Linked DNA regions of Mus musculus: regions 1, 3 and 4 are each linked to region 2. Evidence: chromatin contacts called from public promoter capture Hi-C data. All regions are on one chromosome and are shown on one strand. The core of a region is the stretch at or near the end of the contact, and the rest is flanking DNA. Distances in the headings are between cores, read along the strand shown. Region 1 holds the start of Smtn (smoothelin). Region 2 holds the start of Kremen1 (kringle containing transmembrane protein 1). Region 3 holds the start of Ogdh (oxoglutarate (alpha-ketoglutarate) dehydrogenase (lipoamide)). Region 4 holds the start of Ddx56 (DEAD box helicase 56).

Evidence for each region. Capture Hi-C pulls out chosen DNA fragments and counts their contacts.
Region 1: a promoter capture Hi-C map of liver shows a contact between it and region 2, with 4 times the contacts expected there. The contact joins the promoter of Smtn here to the promoter of Kremen1 in region 2. A contact is called at or near these places in 1 of 39 promoter capture datasets (liver) and 2 of 9 other capture datasets (adipose tissue and liver).
Region 3: a promoter capture Hi-C map of liver shows a contact between it and region 2, with 2.5 times the contacts expected there. The contact joins the promoter of Ogdh here to the promoter of Kremen1 in region 2. A contact is called at or near these places in 4 of 39 promoter capture datasets (the C10 cell line, embryonic stem cells, liver and 1 more), 1 of 115 datasets of contacts at active chromatin or transcription factors (astrocytes) and 2 of 9 other capture datasets (adipose tissue and liver).
Region 4: a promoter capture Hi-C map of adipose tissue shows a contact between it and region 2, with 3 times the contacts expected there. The contact joins the promoter of Ddx56 here to the promoter of Kremen1 in region 2. A contact is called at or near these places in 5 of 39 promoter capture datasets (cranial neural crest, frontonasal cranial neural crest, liver and 1 more), 1 of 115 datasets of contacts at active chromatin or transcription factors (embryonic forebrain) and 2 of 9 other capture datasets (adipose tissue and liver).

Annotation. Positions count from the first base shown.
Region 1 is chr11:3,537,931-3,541,377 of GRCm38.p6, forward strand. Smtn (smoothelin) reads right to left here and starts at 1,362. Exons shown (of 20, transcript NM_001284427.1): 1 at 1,182-1,362. It overlaps Gm11946 (a long non-coding RNA gene), which reads left to right. Exons shown (of 6, transcript XR_001780145.2): 3 at 1-1,785; 4 at 2,510-2,711; 5 at 2,841-3,256.
Region 2 is chr11:5,259,921-5,262,962 of GRCm38.p6, forward strand. Kremen1 (kringle containing transmembrane protein 1) reads right to left here and starts at 1,690. Exons shown (of 9, transcript NM_032396.3): 1 at 1,515-1,690. The coding sequence starts at 1,605. Gm46268 (a long non-coding RNA gene) reads left to right here and starts at 1,097. Exons shown (of 4, transcript XR_003949640.1): 1 at 1,097-1,296; 2 at 1,796-2,162.
Region 3 is chr11:6,289,962-6,292,990 of GRCm38.p6, forward strand. Ogdh (oxoglutarate (alpha-ketoglutarate) dehydrogenase (lipoamide)) reads left to right here and starts at 1,636. Exons shown (of 23, transcript NM_010956.4): 1 at 1,636-1,732. It overlaps Gm46270 (predicted gene, 46270), which reads right to left and starts at 2,302. Exons shown (of 1, transcript NR_168687.1): 1 at 1-2,302.
Region 4 is chr11:6,266,128-6,269,175 of GRCm38.p6, forward strand. It overlaps Ddx56 (DEAD box helicase 56), which reads right to left and starts at 1,602. Exons shown (of 14, transcript NM_026538.3): 1 at 1,533-1,602; 2 at 1,291-1,452; 3 at 684-844; 4 at 385-555; 5 at 189-279. The coding sequence starts at 1,592.

The sequences.
Region 1 (3,447 bases), core at 112-2,611, 1.7 Mb before region 2:
TCATTCCCACAGGTATGGGAGCTACCTGTGTCTGGCAGTTCTTGGAGCCAGCCTTCAGTTTTGACTCCTTTCCTCCCTGATGTCAGCAGACCTGACCTTGGGGAGCCAGGTGTCCCTCTCTCCCTGTCCATTCACACACTCAGAATTCACTCACAGTTCACTTTCCAACTGGAAGGGCCTTGGGAAGCTGACCCACCCAACCTCTGGACTTCAGGCAAACTGAGAGGATGGGAGATGGTCAAAGATTCATCACAGGGGGTCAGAAAAACTCAGACTCAAAGGGCAGAAAGAACCTAACACAAATCTTGGTGACTTCTGCCTTCTGAAGTCCCCTTCCAAGATGCTGCCCAAGACTCCAGGCTGTTTGTTTCTTGTTCAACCACTGACCGTCAAAATGGATTCCTAAATCTGGTGCCAGTCTCTAGCCCAAATCACTCCTTCCTGGAGTCCCCAGTGTCTCTGGAATTTGTGGTTCCATGGTCTAGCACACCTGGATGTTTTGCTAATGTGGTGACTGAAATGGCCTCTGGACCCCCCACCTCCATTGATTCATCCCGAAATCATCCACTCCCTCTCTACAACAGTCACTTGGTGTGAGTCACCCCATCCGGTGAATGGGTCTGGGGGAGTCCCAGTGCGCACTAGTTGGAGTTGGAAGGCACTGCTAGAGTCTTTACCTCCTAGTCTAGATACTCTGTCTGGGGTAACTACCCCTCCCCAGTGCCCAATCTTAAGTATTGTGGACATGCTATGCTTCTTCATGTTGGGTAAGGGTGTTGTTAGTTCCAAACCTAGGTGATACTCGGGACTGTCTGCTCAGAAATTCCTGCCACTGCTTGCCACCATTCTCATGGCTTCATGCTACAGAGTTTTCAGTCCTGGGGATTGTTAAGGCCCTGCGAGAGATGGGTCAGGATCTGGGAAAGATTCCTCGAGGTATCAGCTCCCTATAGATTAGTGTCTCTGGGGATCGAGAAGCCTCTTCCAAGTCCATAGAGTCTCTTCAAGACTCTTTCCCCAGGGTCTCAGAACTTCAACCATGTGTCTTTGGAGTTCTCGTGATTTGGCTAGGGTTCCCGGACCTGGGAGTTTCAGAATCCCTGTCCAGACATCCAGGTTTCACACCCCCTTCCCCGGACTCATCCGGACTCCTAGAGTAGACCCGAGATCCTCATACCCACCTCTCAGTCCGGCCCGCCGTTCCGGCGCAGTTTCGTGTTAGTTTGGTCGGGACCCGGTAGATGCAGTAGAGACCGGCAGACCGACGGGAGGAGCCGCAGCCCAGGAGCCCAGGCCGGTTCAGCAACGTACCCTGGACTCTGCTGCAGACGCCTGTCCCGCGGCGCCAGCCAGATGGCTGGCTCCGCCCTGCCAAGCTGTCCCAGCCAATTCTCTGTTGAGACACGCCCCTGCTCTGGTCCCATTGGGAAAATTCAATTTTTTAGGACCCGCCCCCAAAAGACTCCAGCCCCTCACTGTACAGGCATGTTGGGTATTGTAGTTTTGGGGACTGCTGTTGCGAGGTCCTAGACATCCTCGGGTGGGCTTCACCAGGATACAGGCTCTAAGCCAAAGTCCGGAATGTGCCACAAACCGGGCAAATAAGTATCTTGGGATCCTGTAAGCCCTGAGCGGTCCTGACAGCCCCTCCCTGCCCTCCTTTTTGTTCTTGAGACCACATCCTTTCTCCGGACTCCACCCACTAGGCGCCTTAGTACACAGACTGCCCAGTCAACTCAACGCTCAAAGGGCGCTTTCGGGACACCTGGTCTGTGCCACCTCAGGGTAAGGAGACTGGGTGACCAGCAGCATTTTGACAATTATTGAGTCGCCCAGGACATCTGAGATGGAGCAGGATCAATCATATCGTACCTTCCTTGCTCATATATGTAGCATGCTCTCCCAAATTCTTTAAAGTCTGCCTCTGAGACCCCCGAAGTTCTAAATAGGGAGTATGAACCTCGCAACTCAACAAATGGGGGAAACTGAAGATCCCAAGGAGACAATACAAAGAGTCAACCAGGAGACCCAAGAGCTCAGACCCTGGAGGGAAAGCTTCCCTGTCATCCTGGAGGCTGTGGAGCCGCCCTACTGGTCTTGCCTAAGAAAAAAGTAGGGTGGAGCCTGGGCAGATAAAGTCTGGAGTCCAGCTTGATAAATAAAAACTGTAAATCAAATAAAAACCATAAAAGCACCAACGTATTTCTTGTGTGTGTGTGTGTGTGTGTTGTGTGTTGTGTATCAGATTATAATATCCATAACAACTTAATGAGATTTGACTGTTCCCTTATACAGATGAGACAAAAGCCTATGGGTAATGGAGTCGAGGTTCATCCCACCTAGCAGGGATTCTAATCTCTGCTAACACTATAATGTGGAACTGAGGTAGGGCTGAGCTGGCTCCTGTAGTCTCTCAGAGAGCTCCAACTCAGATTTCTCCAAGACCAACCTTTACACACCCAAAGAGAGGACCTGTGTCCATTTAAAGTCTTTTTGTTTCCTCCCACAGCCCCAAGAGGTGGTCCTCTCACCTTATATATTGGAAAATAAGACCTAGAGAAGGAAGCCCCTTGCGGGGGAGGCAGAAGAAATGCGCCAAACCGACGAAGACGCCGGCTGTGGAGGTTTCCTAGTCTTCCCTACCTGAGTGGGAAGCCGATTGCTCCAGTGAACCGCCTGCTCGCGCTGGCTGAGATCAATGAATGGCCGAGGTGGGTGCCTGTTTCCGGGATTGTCTATTTAGCGCTGTGCGCCCTCACCCTACCGCTTGTCAGGCCCTGGCCCGTCTCCAGACTGACCTACCTTGCCTTTTTTTTTTTTTTTTTTTTCCTTCTTGCCAGGGATGGTGCCATGTAAAAAGGTATCTGGTAGTGGTGGTGATGGTGATCTAGGCATCAAAGGGCGACCCCGTGCAAGTGGTGAGAACTTTATAATGTAGGCAGGGAAGAGAAAACGTCCCGTGAATGTACAGCAGGCACTGAAAGTCAGATTGCCAAGATAACAACTGTGCAAGACAGTCGGATTCTACAAGAAGGAAGTTGAAACCCAAGGTGGTAATGGCACTATTATCGCAGAATTTTGCCTAGAACCAGAGCACCTTTCCTCCCCTTGTTATTTCTAAGATGGAAGAAATCCTGGAGGGCTCCTCGGAGGTGGATGCTAAACATCATTGAAGATGAGTACAAAGAAAGTCATCAGATGGAAAGACATTTTTCAGAAGAGTAAAATCTGAGAGGCTTGTGGGTAAGAAAAGGAGGTGAGCAGAATGTGGGTAGAATAAGAAACAGGGGTGGTATTATCTGGGAACAGCCAGATGAGAAGGATGAATGAATTTGGGAGGACCTGGGAGGCTTGAGTTTCTGTCTGCTCATCTGTAAAAGCTGCAGAACTGACCGACCGACTGGCTTCCAGGCCTCCAAAGGGCTATAAGAGGAAAGCTCTGGATTC
Region 2 (3,042 bases), core at 440-2,939:
GTATCACAAAATATGAAATGGTAAGTTTGGCATATTCTCAGTGTACAGCTTTTTTTTTTTTTTTTTTTAATTGGAAAGGATTTAACAAACTAGTCGCTAGGTTCTTGACAGGATATGATGCTGAAAACCATGTGGTTTGTTTCTGAAACTGCTTCTGGAACCAGAGGGGAAACATCACAAAGGCACTGATGTTGCAGAATGCTGAGGAACCCCGCTGAGGAGAGTTTGAGGGACCTAGTAAACTGTTTCACAACAGCCATAAATTTGTCCTTACCCAGGACTCCTAAATAAAAGCATACCAACTTTACCCAAGAGCTGTTGCATCTGACCTAGCAAAGCGTCGGTGCCTAACAGATGCTACCTCCCTGCAAGTGTGGGCAGAATAGGCTCACAGTGCCCTTTCCAGGAAGGAGCGCCAGTCCACTCCCACCCGTACCTCTCTCTCCATAGAGGACATTAAATCCTGAACACAAAGATGACAAAGTGGAAGGAGTTACTAGGTTACAGTTATGTTGACACGTCCTGGCTCTCGGAACGTCCCTCCCTCCCTCCCTGTTCACATACTACAAACAGTAGAAAAGAGCACATTATAGAAGTCCCATAGAAGGCAGCAATCACCTAGAAACCACTTCTACTGAGTCTCAGGTTTGGTGTGTTGGGAACTCCTCATTCTGCCGTCCCAAAACCCAGCTTTGCCTTTTGCCGGGATTCATCCTGAAAGAAATTCAGTATTCGCTGGGTAAACCAGGTGTCTAGTCCTTAGTGAACTGGGAAACACTATAATAAGTATTATTAAATCGTTTAATGACTACACATGGTGGAACACTCTAAGCAAGTTGCCTACAGTGTATCATTTAATGTTCACCAACACTGCTCATGGGAGTGAGTTACCCCCCCCCACTTTCAGATCAAGTAACAGAGGTTCAAGCAGCTTTGCCTCAAAATCACACAGAAAATAAATCTCAGCCTTTCCCCTAAATCCAAGCTGTCAAGAAAACAAAGCAACTCTGAGTTTTCTTTTACTAGTAAAACCCTGCCTTCGCAACATCACAATCCGCAACTTAGGGTGGAGACCCCAGTGGCAGGTTCACCAATGTCCTATGCTCATCAGCTCTCAACAACCTGCAAAGAAACCGAACTGGGCCAGACAACACCCTCATGCTTGTCCTTCCACTGGGAAAGGATTCCGAGGCAAGGAAGGGCGTGTGGGAACTAAGCTGCCATCCCAGCTTCCATCCTGGCCGAGAGCACCACCTCGGGCGGACGCCGCGGTGGACTCAGAGTAGTCTGCACTCGGTACGGGCGACTTTAGCCGTCACGCACCCCCTTCTCTTCCGTAAGTCGGAAGCAGAGTTCGGCAAAGTTAGAAGCCGGCACTCGGGGCAGAGTCCTGGTAACGCGGGACAGGCGCGTCCACGCCGCGTGCTGGGACAGAAGCCCGAACATCGGGTTCTCCGGGGTCCACGCGCGAGAGAGGGCGAGGGGGTTCGGGGGGGGGCCGGGGTCTCACTCACCGGGGCCGGAGCGGGGACCGGGCGCGGGCCGGGCCGCCAGAGTGAGCGCAGCGGCGGAGAGCAGCGCGAGACGGGCGGCGGGCGGCGCCATGGGCCGTCAGTGCGGGACCCCCGGGCGCGGCCCGGGGCAGAGGGGGCAGCACCGGGAGCCGGGGGCGGCCATGGGAGCAGGACGGAGCTCAGCGTCGCCCCGCCCTCGCCGCCCGGCCCGCCCCGGTCCGCCCCGGCCCGCCCCGGTCCGCCCCGGCCCGCCCTCCTCAGCGCCGCCCCGTCCTCCTCAGCACCGCCCGGATTGCCTGACGCCTGCTAGGATTCCGAGCCGGGCGGCCTGCGCATGCGCGGCCTGCCACTCACGCGCGGGAGCCCGCCCCCGCCCCACCTGGCTCCGCCCCCACAGCAGGCGCGGTGAGGCCACCCGAGGTGTGGAGTCTACAGGTGAGGGCGGGACGGGTCCTGCCTCTGAGTCCCCACGCTGAGGTTTGTCGGCGCTGACACCGGCCGAGCGCCGTGACCCCTGTTTCACCCTTACCTAGGTCGTGACTCACGCGCGAGTTCCACCACTGCGGTAGTAACCAGAACAAACCTCTTGCTCTTGCTAGGCTCGTGGTAGCGGCTAGCCAAAGCGTGTTCTGGAGTCCTCCAGTCCCGGTTCGTATCCCACTTGGTTACTCGTAAGATCTGTATAAATGTATACAGGTTTAAAGAAAACGGGGCTCCCTTCTGCTCAGTGGTATGTCGATACCGTCTGCTCCACAAAGCGGTTGTACAAAGTGAGATAATGCACGGAAACCTCGCACGCACAGTGGGGGCTCAGTAAATGTGGAGTTCTTTCTCCTTGTGGAGTCCTGCAGCTACCAAAGGGACAGCATACTGAGCCTTGTGCAGAATCCTATCATATCCGTGTCAACTAGCGCAACTTATTCTTTTAAAAATATGTATTTACAGCGGTGCAGTGGTGGCGCACGCCTTTAATCCCAGTACTCGGGAGGCAGAGGCAGATAGGTCTTGGTGTTGGAGACTAGTCTGATCTATAAAGCGAGTTCCAGAACAGCCAGGGCTATAAAACAGAAACAAAGAAAAAAATATATGTATGTATAAATGCATATGTACATACATATATGTTTTTTATTGTATGTGTATGGGTGCATGTGTAACACCAGAGGACCATTTGTGGGAGTCGGTTCTCCTTGCACTGTCGGTTCTGGGAACTCAGGTCCTCAACCTTGGTGGCAATTGTCTTTACCGATGAGCCATCACACCAGTTTTAAATTATTATTATTATTATTTTGAGTCTTGGAACTATGTAGATCAGGCTGTCCTCGCACTCACAGAGGTCTTCCTGCCTACGCCTCCCAAGTGCTAGAATAAAGGTGTGTGTCCCCACTCCCAGTTAAATTATTTTTAATTAGTATAAAATGGGTGATACACTATATATTTGCATATATATGTATCTGTGTGTATATATATATATCTCACCAATGTATTTTGCTCAACCATCAGCAAAATAGGAACCATAAAAGACCTCAAG
Region 3 (3,029 bases), core at 386-2,885, 1.0 Mb after region 2:
TAAAGATATTTTATGTTTATCAGTAGTACACTGTTGCTGTCTTCAGACACACCAGAAGAGGGTATTGGATCCCATTACAGATGGTTGTGAGCCATCATGTGGTTGCTGGGAATTGAACTCAGGACCTCTGGAAGTCAGTGCTCTTAACTGCTGAGTCATCTCTCCAGCCCCTCTATAACTCTTTATGCAATCTGGATAGAGGGATTTGAGTACCTAGGCCACATTTAAGCTGCAATAGCAAGTTCTAACTGTGGGCTGAGGAATCTTGGCTTCTTAGCCCTTAGGCTTCTTAGGACGATATACCCCAGGTCCATGGGAGGACAACTCACGTGTACCATTGCTGATGCTTCTGCCCTTGTACTGTGGCCTATCACTGCTACCAAAGCTTGAAGAGCTTCTGGCATACTTGTGACTACTTGTGACTTCTATTTCAGTAGAGCAAAAGGACTCTCCAGCCAGCTCATCCAGCACTGGTGCCATTTGCCATACATAGCAAGGATAAACTGACAGTCTGTATTGCTGTCCATCAAAAACTACTCTGCTAAAAAAGAGAAACAAGCGGAGAGTTAAAGGCCATGAGCATGAAGCTGGGCATGGGACTTATAGCTATAGTCCTAGCACCTGGTATATGCAGGTAAAAGAAACAGAGCAAGGTCAGCCTACATTATGAAATTGAATCCAGCCTCAGCTACATGCCATTGTCTCAAACAACAACAACAAAAGACATGAGTATGAAATGAACCACTCTCCTTTTTGAGACCTGATCCAACTGTGTAGCCCAGGCTGCCCACAAGAACTCTATGTAGCCCATCTTGACCTCCCAATTGGTCAGTTTTTCTCTGTTCTGAAATTGCAGGTGTGTGCTGCAAAATCTGGCTGAATATTTTTGTTAGTTTTTTATTTTGTTTCCCAAGACAGGGTTTCTCTATGTGGCCCTGAAACTCTCTCTGTAGACCAGGCTGACCTCAAACTCAGAGATGAGCCTGCCTCTGCTTCTGAGTGCTCTGCTTTAAGGTGTGCACTCACACAGCCAGGCTCTGGCTTAACATTTTGACACGGGGAACATTTCATATTAGTGAAGTGTAACAGGTTAACTAGTGGATTTTGTCTGTTTAGAGCAGGCTCTGGAGCCAGGAAGATCCAGGGGGACCCCAGCACAGCTTCCTGTCAGAATACTAGCAGGAACACCCAAGTCGCATGACAACCAAGTCACATTAGACCTCGCTAACTAATCTTCATAAGGACTGCTGCAAAACAAGTGTTCAAAATAGTCACTCATGTTATTCAAATTATTTTGTGCAGGGATACATTTTACCAACCCAACTATTATTTAGGGCAGCTTGTTTTGGATACAAAGCCCGTGGGCCTCAAAGTCGCAGCGCTCCTGCTTCGGCCCGCCAAACGCTTCAATTATCAGACGGCATCCCACGCCCTGAATGTACCAGGTTCTTAACAAGCTTCGGAAGCGTCTCCCGTGTAACTGCTAATGACAGCCGAAAGACAGTGAGCAACAGGCTGGCTTTGGCCAGATGCAAAGTTCTGCATTGGCGCGAAGCCCGAGCGAGCGACTGAAACCCAATTCTGTGACGTCACGTCACGCCCACAGCCTGTCTTGCAGGCCGCTCCTCTGGGGCCGGGCTACGCGTTGACGCCACACGCCGGGGCGGGGCTGAGAGTTTGGAGCCCGGAGTGGTGTCGGCGCTTCACTCGGGTGGAGCTGAACGGGAGACAGGTAACCTTGTGCGGCAGACGGGCTCCGTCCAGGGCTGGGAGGCTCGGCGCTTGACACCCGGAGCTCGCGGCCGAGGGTGAGGCCTATGCGTCCTTGCTTCCGGAGTGCCTGAGTGACGGGCGTGAAGCCGGACAGAGCCGGGCTGGCGGAGGGCGGCGATGGTGGGCGGGGGACGAGACCTGACGGACAGACGTTATAGCCAATGGCGTGGCAGGGTCCTCCAGGCGGGCGGAGATTGGCGGACGCGGACTTGCGCCGGGGGTCGGGGGGCCGAGCGCTATTGGCTCTGGCGGCGGAGCCGCGAAGGTGGCGGGCTAGGGAGTAGGTGGCCTGGCGGCCCGGGAGAGCCCCAAGGTCGCGGCGTGTCACGTGGACCGGTCGCTCCCTCTGGCCCGCGCGCGTTCTTTTGTCCTGCGTGCGCTGACCCCAGCAGGCCGCCGTCCTTGTGTTCGCCGTGCCCGGACACGGCGCTGACCTTGGTGCCTGCGGCAGCCCCACCTGCCGGTATGAGGTAAACCAGGCTGTCGGCCAAGGTGACACTGGTTTCCCTAGAAACACCATCCACGCACCGCTTTCCTCGCGAGAGTGTGTGACAGATGTGAGTTATACCCAGAGTGACTGGGAAGCCTGCTACTGTGCCCTCGCATGAGTTACCAGATCATGTTTCTTTTGCCCACCGAGCAGTGTGCCAGTCTCTGAAGTGACAGGTTCGGCAAGAATCCTCACGTGGATACCATGTAAAGACAGGAGAGCGGAGTGTAGGGCATTTGAGTATCTACACGGTGAAGGAGCAGGGTGAGGTGTGGAAAAGGGATTAAAGGTAATGAGAAGTGACGGGCTAGGTGTTGTGCGCATGCGTAACTCAACTTCCTGACTGTAAGATCAGAAAATGGCGGCGTTAAGCATCATTGGAGGGTGGAGTTTTAGATCCTTGACGTCAAAAGGTCACTCAAGGAACACCTCTACAGGCCCAAGTGGGGTCAGTGGGGTCAACCTGTATTCGATGGAGGTCTCTACGTCCGTAAGTGTTATCTGTATATAGTGAAGCTATTGCGAATGTGCAACTGGTCTTCATCACCCTAAGTAGAAGCGTGTAACTAAAAATAGAAGTAAAAATTTCCCCCAGCTTTTCTGTGGATTTCATTGCCCTTACAGGCCCTACTTGTGTCTGTGTATCCTGTGCTCTGACATTGAGCAGAGGACACCGTTGGAGTTCCTCTGTTTGTCTGATCCTCTAGCCTTGCCCTTGAAGGTGGAACCAGGTAGATTAGTAGGTGGCGTTAGGAAAGTGACACTA
Region 4 (3,048 bases), core at 352-2,851, 1.0 Mb after region 2:
CAAGCAAAGCACAGTTTGGACTAGGGAAAGCTATAAATATATAATGACTTCAAGTGACTTCCTTTCAGTGATTAAGAATTAGGAAAGACATACCTAACAAAAATAGTCCCCCCGCAAGCGCCAGAAGTTTCCTGAGAAGGATCAACAAGTTCAGAGACTTGGGTCTCAGTCCCAGATGCTCCACTTACCGGGTTATGCAGTACCAGCTCCTTCAGAGTTTGTACATCCTCATTGAAAGTGGCCGACATGAGAAAAGCCTGGTAAATCCGAGGCAAGTGACTGAAAGAAAGAACAGGGCTTGATCAGGCTCCAGCCCACCCATTCCACTCCAGTCCCAAGTCCAGACCCTTGCAGGTCTAGGAGCCACTTCTGTTTCTTCCTTACCAGAGAAGACTCTTGAGTTCATCCTCAAAGCCAAAGGAAAAAAGAAGGTCAGCTTCATCTACCACCAGCAGCTCTAGGGAGTCCCGGAGTTTCAAGGTGTTCTGCTGCAAGTGGCTTAACACTCGGGATGGGGTTCCCACCACCACATCTGGCTTCTCCATCAACACAGCTCTGCAGGTGGCAAGGATTTAGCAGCCAGACCCTCGCCCTGGCAGACCTGCCCAGGCTAGCCACTCACACCACCAAGGGCACACACTTGCAAAGCGTTCTCCCTTTGGAGGCCTGCAGGTTTCACCCACCTCTGAGAAGCTGAGTCTTCTGCAGCTGAGACGTTAGCCACTCGCACATCCCGAGCACAGTAGGCAGCCAGTTGCTGGATCATGGCCTGGGCCTGCCGTGCCAGCTCCTTGGTAGGAACAAGAACAAGGCCTCTCACAGCCTGCTCCATTACAGGACCTGTCTGTAAGAACACCAATTCAAGACCGTTCAAAGTACTGGGTCCGCCCAAACAGTCAGAACCATGTACTGCAACACAACCACCTAGCTGTGTCCTGATAAACTCTTAATTCTGCCCACCTCACAGCACAGGGGGCAGAGCTTTCCCAGGCACTCAAATTTAGAACTTGCTGAAATCACTTAACGTACTACGGAGCTGATGAGTCCCCCTCTAGATAAAAGGTTACTCAAAATTACAACAGGATGGCGGTCGTGGCACCAAGGCCCGGGTTGAGAGCCAAGTAACCTGAACTCCAGCTCAGAGATTAAGCTGCAAATTGACCAAGTTCTCTATGGGCCGCCTAACACTGACACAGGACCTATAGGAGGAACCTTGGCACAGTCGGGCACTTCATTCCCTATTCTTTTGGAGCGTCCTGCCTCATACTCACTGCTCCTCTCGCTACCCACCGCCTTCTTGTGGAGAAGCGACTGAAGCATCGGAATAGCATAAGCTGCGGTCTTCCCGGAGCCTGTGCGGGCGCGGGCCAGGAGGTCCTTCCCCTCCAGCGCCAGAGGAATGGCCTTTTCCTGGATCAACGTAGGTCGCGACCAGCCCAAATCGGTGACAGCCTAAGAAGGAAGAGGACGCAGCTCAAGCGGCGTGGAGTACAGCGGCACACCGGGTAGCAGCTCCACAGCCTACCCCATACCTGCAGGAGCCGGGGATCCAGGCCCATGTGTTCAAAACCCAGCGCTTCTTGGTCCTCCATGGCGTGACTCCACGCTGTCAGTGCGCACGCGTAGGGCGGGACAAACCAACAACTAATCAGCTCTGGAAGGTACGTCACTTCCTGGAAGTACTTTCTCCTGGGTGTCCGACGTTGCTACCAATTTGTGCTGGCTCTGCGCAGGAGCGTTCCGCAATGCTGTCCCTTGAACGCCCTCCGAATTGTGGATGCCTCTTCTCTGGCGCCTCAGCCTTCCCTGACCCACAGAGTGACGTGGGCAGGGCTTTGCTAGGTTATGGTTGGGATCGACCGCGTTTTGGCTAAAGGGAGGCAGCCGCCACTTAGGCACATGCGCAAAGGAATTAGGGTTCTGTGGGTAACCAGAGGCAAATCTCACTGGGCAGAAATCGCGGCACAAGTTGCTAACCTAAGATAAATGTTAAATCAGGCCTTCAGCTACTATGAAGATTTTCACAAATACTGCCAACACGCGGTGCAATCCTTAACAGCTCTTAGAAGAAGAGCCAAGTTGACTCGAACCCTTCCTGGGACCATCTTTCCCAGAAAACGAAAATCAGACTTTGTTACACATGTTAATAAGGCCCATTCTTTGAGAATTCCTTACCAGGGAATGTCCTTAGGACTTTTTCTTCTGTTTTTGTTTTTTTTTTGTTTTTTTTTTTTTGTTTGTTTGTTTGTTTTTTTCAAGACAGGGTTTCTCTGTGTGGCCCTGGCTGTCCTGGAACTCACTCTGTAGACCAGGCTGGCTTCAAACTCAGAAATCCGCCTGCCTCTGCCTCCCAAATGCTGAGATTAAAGGCATGTGCCATCACTGCCTGGGGAAGATTGATTGATTGGTTTTTTTGAGACATGGCCTCATTATGTAGTGGCTGGCCTGGAACTTGGTAGGTAGACCAGACTGGTTTGACTCAGCCTCCCTAGTGCTGGAATTAAAGGCATGCACTACCACCCTTCCTTGGGACCTCTTAAAACACCTAAAGCCAAAAAAGTGTCAGTTGACCTTAGGCCCATTTCTTCTGGGCGCTGTAACTATTGTTAGGGCAATAACAGAAAAGAGATTGGTGGGGACTAAAAACATTTACCAACAGGGTCTTATAGTGACCACCTATTAAGAAAGGGAAAGCCCTCCTGATAACAGGAGGGGCTGAGCTGAAGGAAAAGACCAATAAAAGGGGTCATTAAGTGGGCAACAGGATCAATGTAGAGCACTTCCCTAGCGTGCATGATGCCTTAGAGTCTCAATCAGCAGCAAAGGAGAGGAAAAGGGGGAGACTTAAGGTGGGGCTAGAAGCCTAACTGCAAAACGCTGGACTCTGGCACCTGTGACTGCAGTGAGCTCAAACTGATGATCTAGATCAGTGCTTCTCAACCTTCCCAATGCTGCTACCCTTTAATACAGTTCCTCACGTTGAAGTGACCCCCATCCAGAACATCATTTTTACTATTTCACAACTGTAATTTTGCTACTCTTATGAAT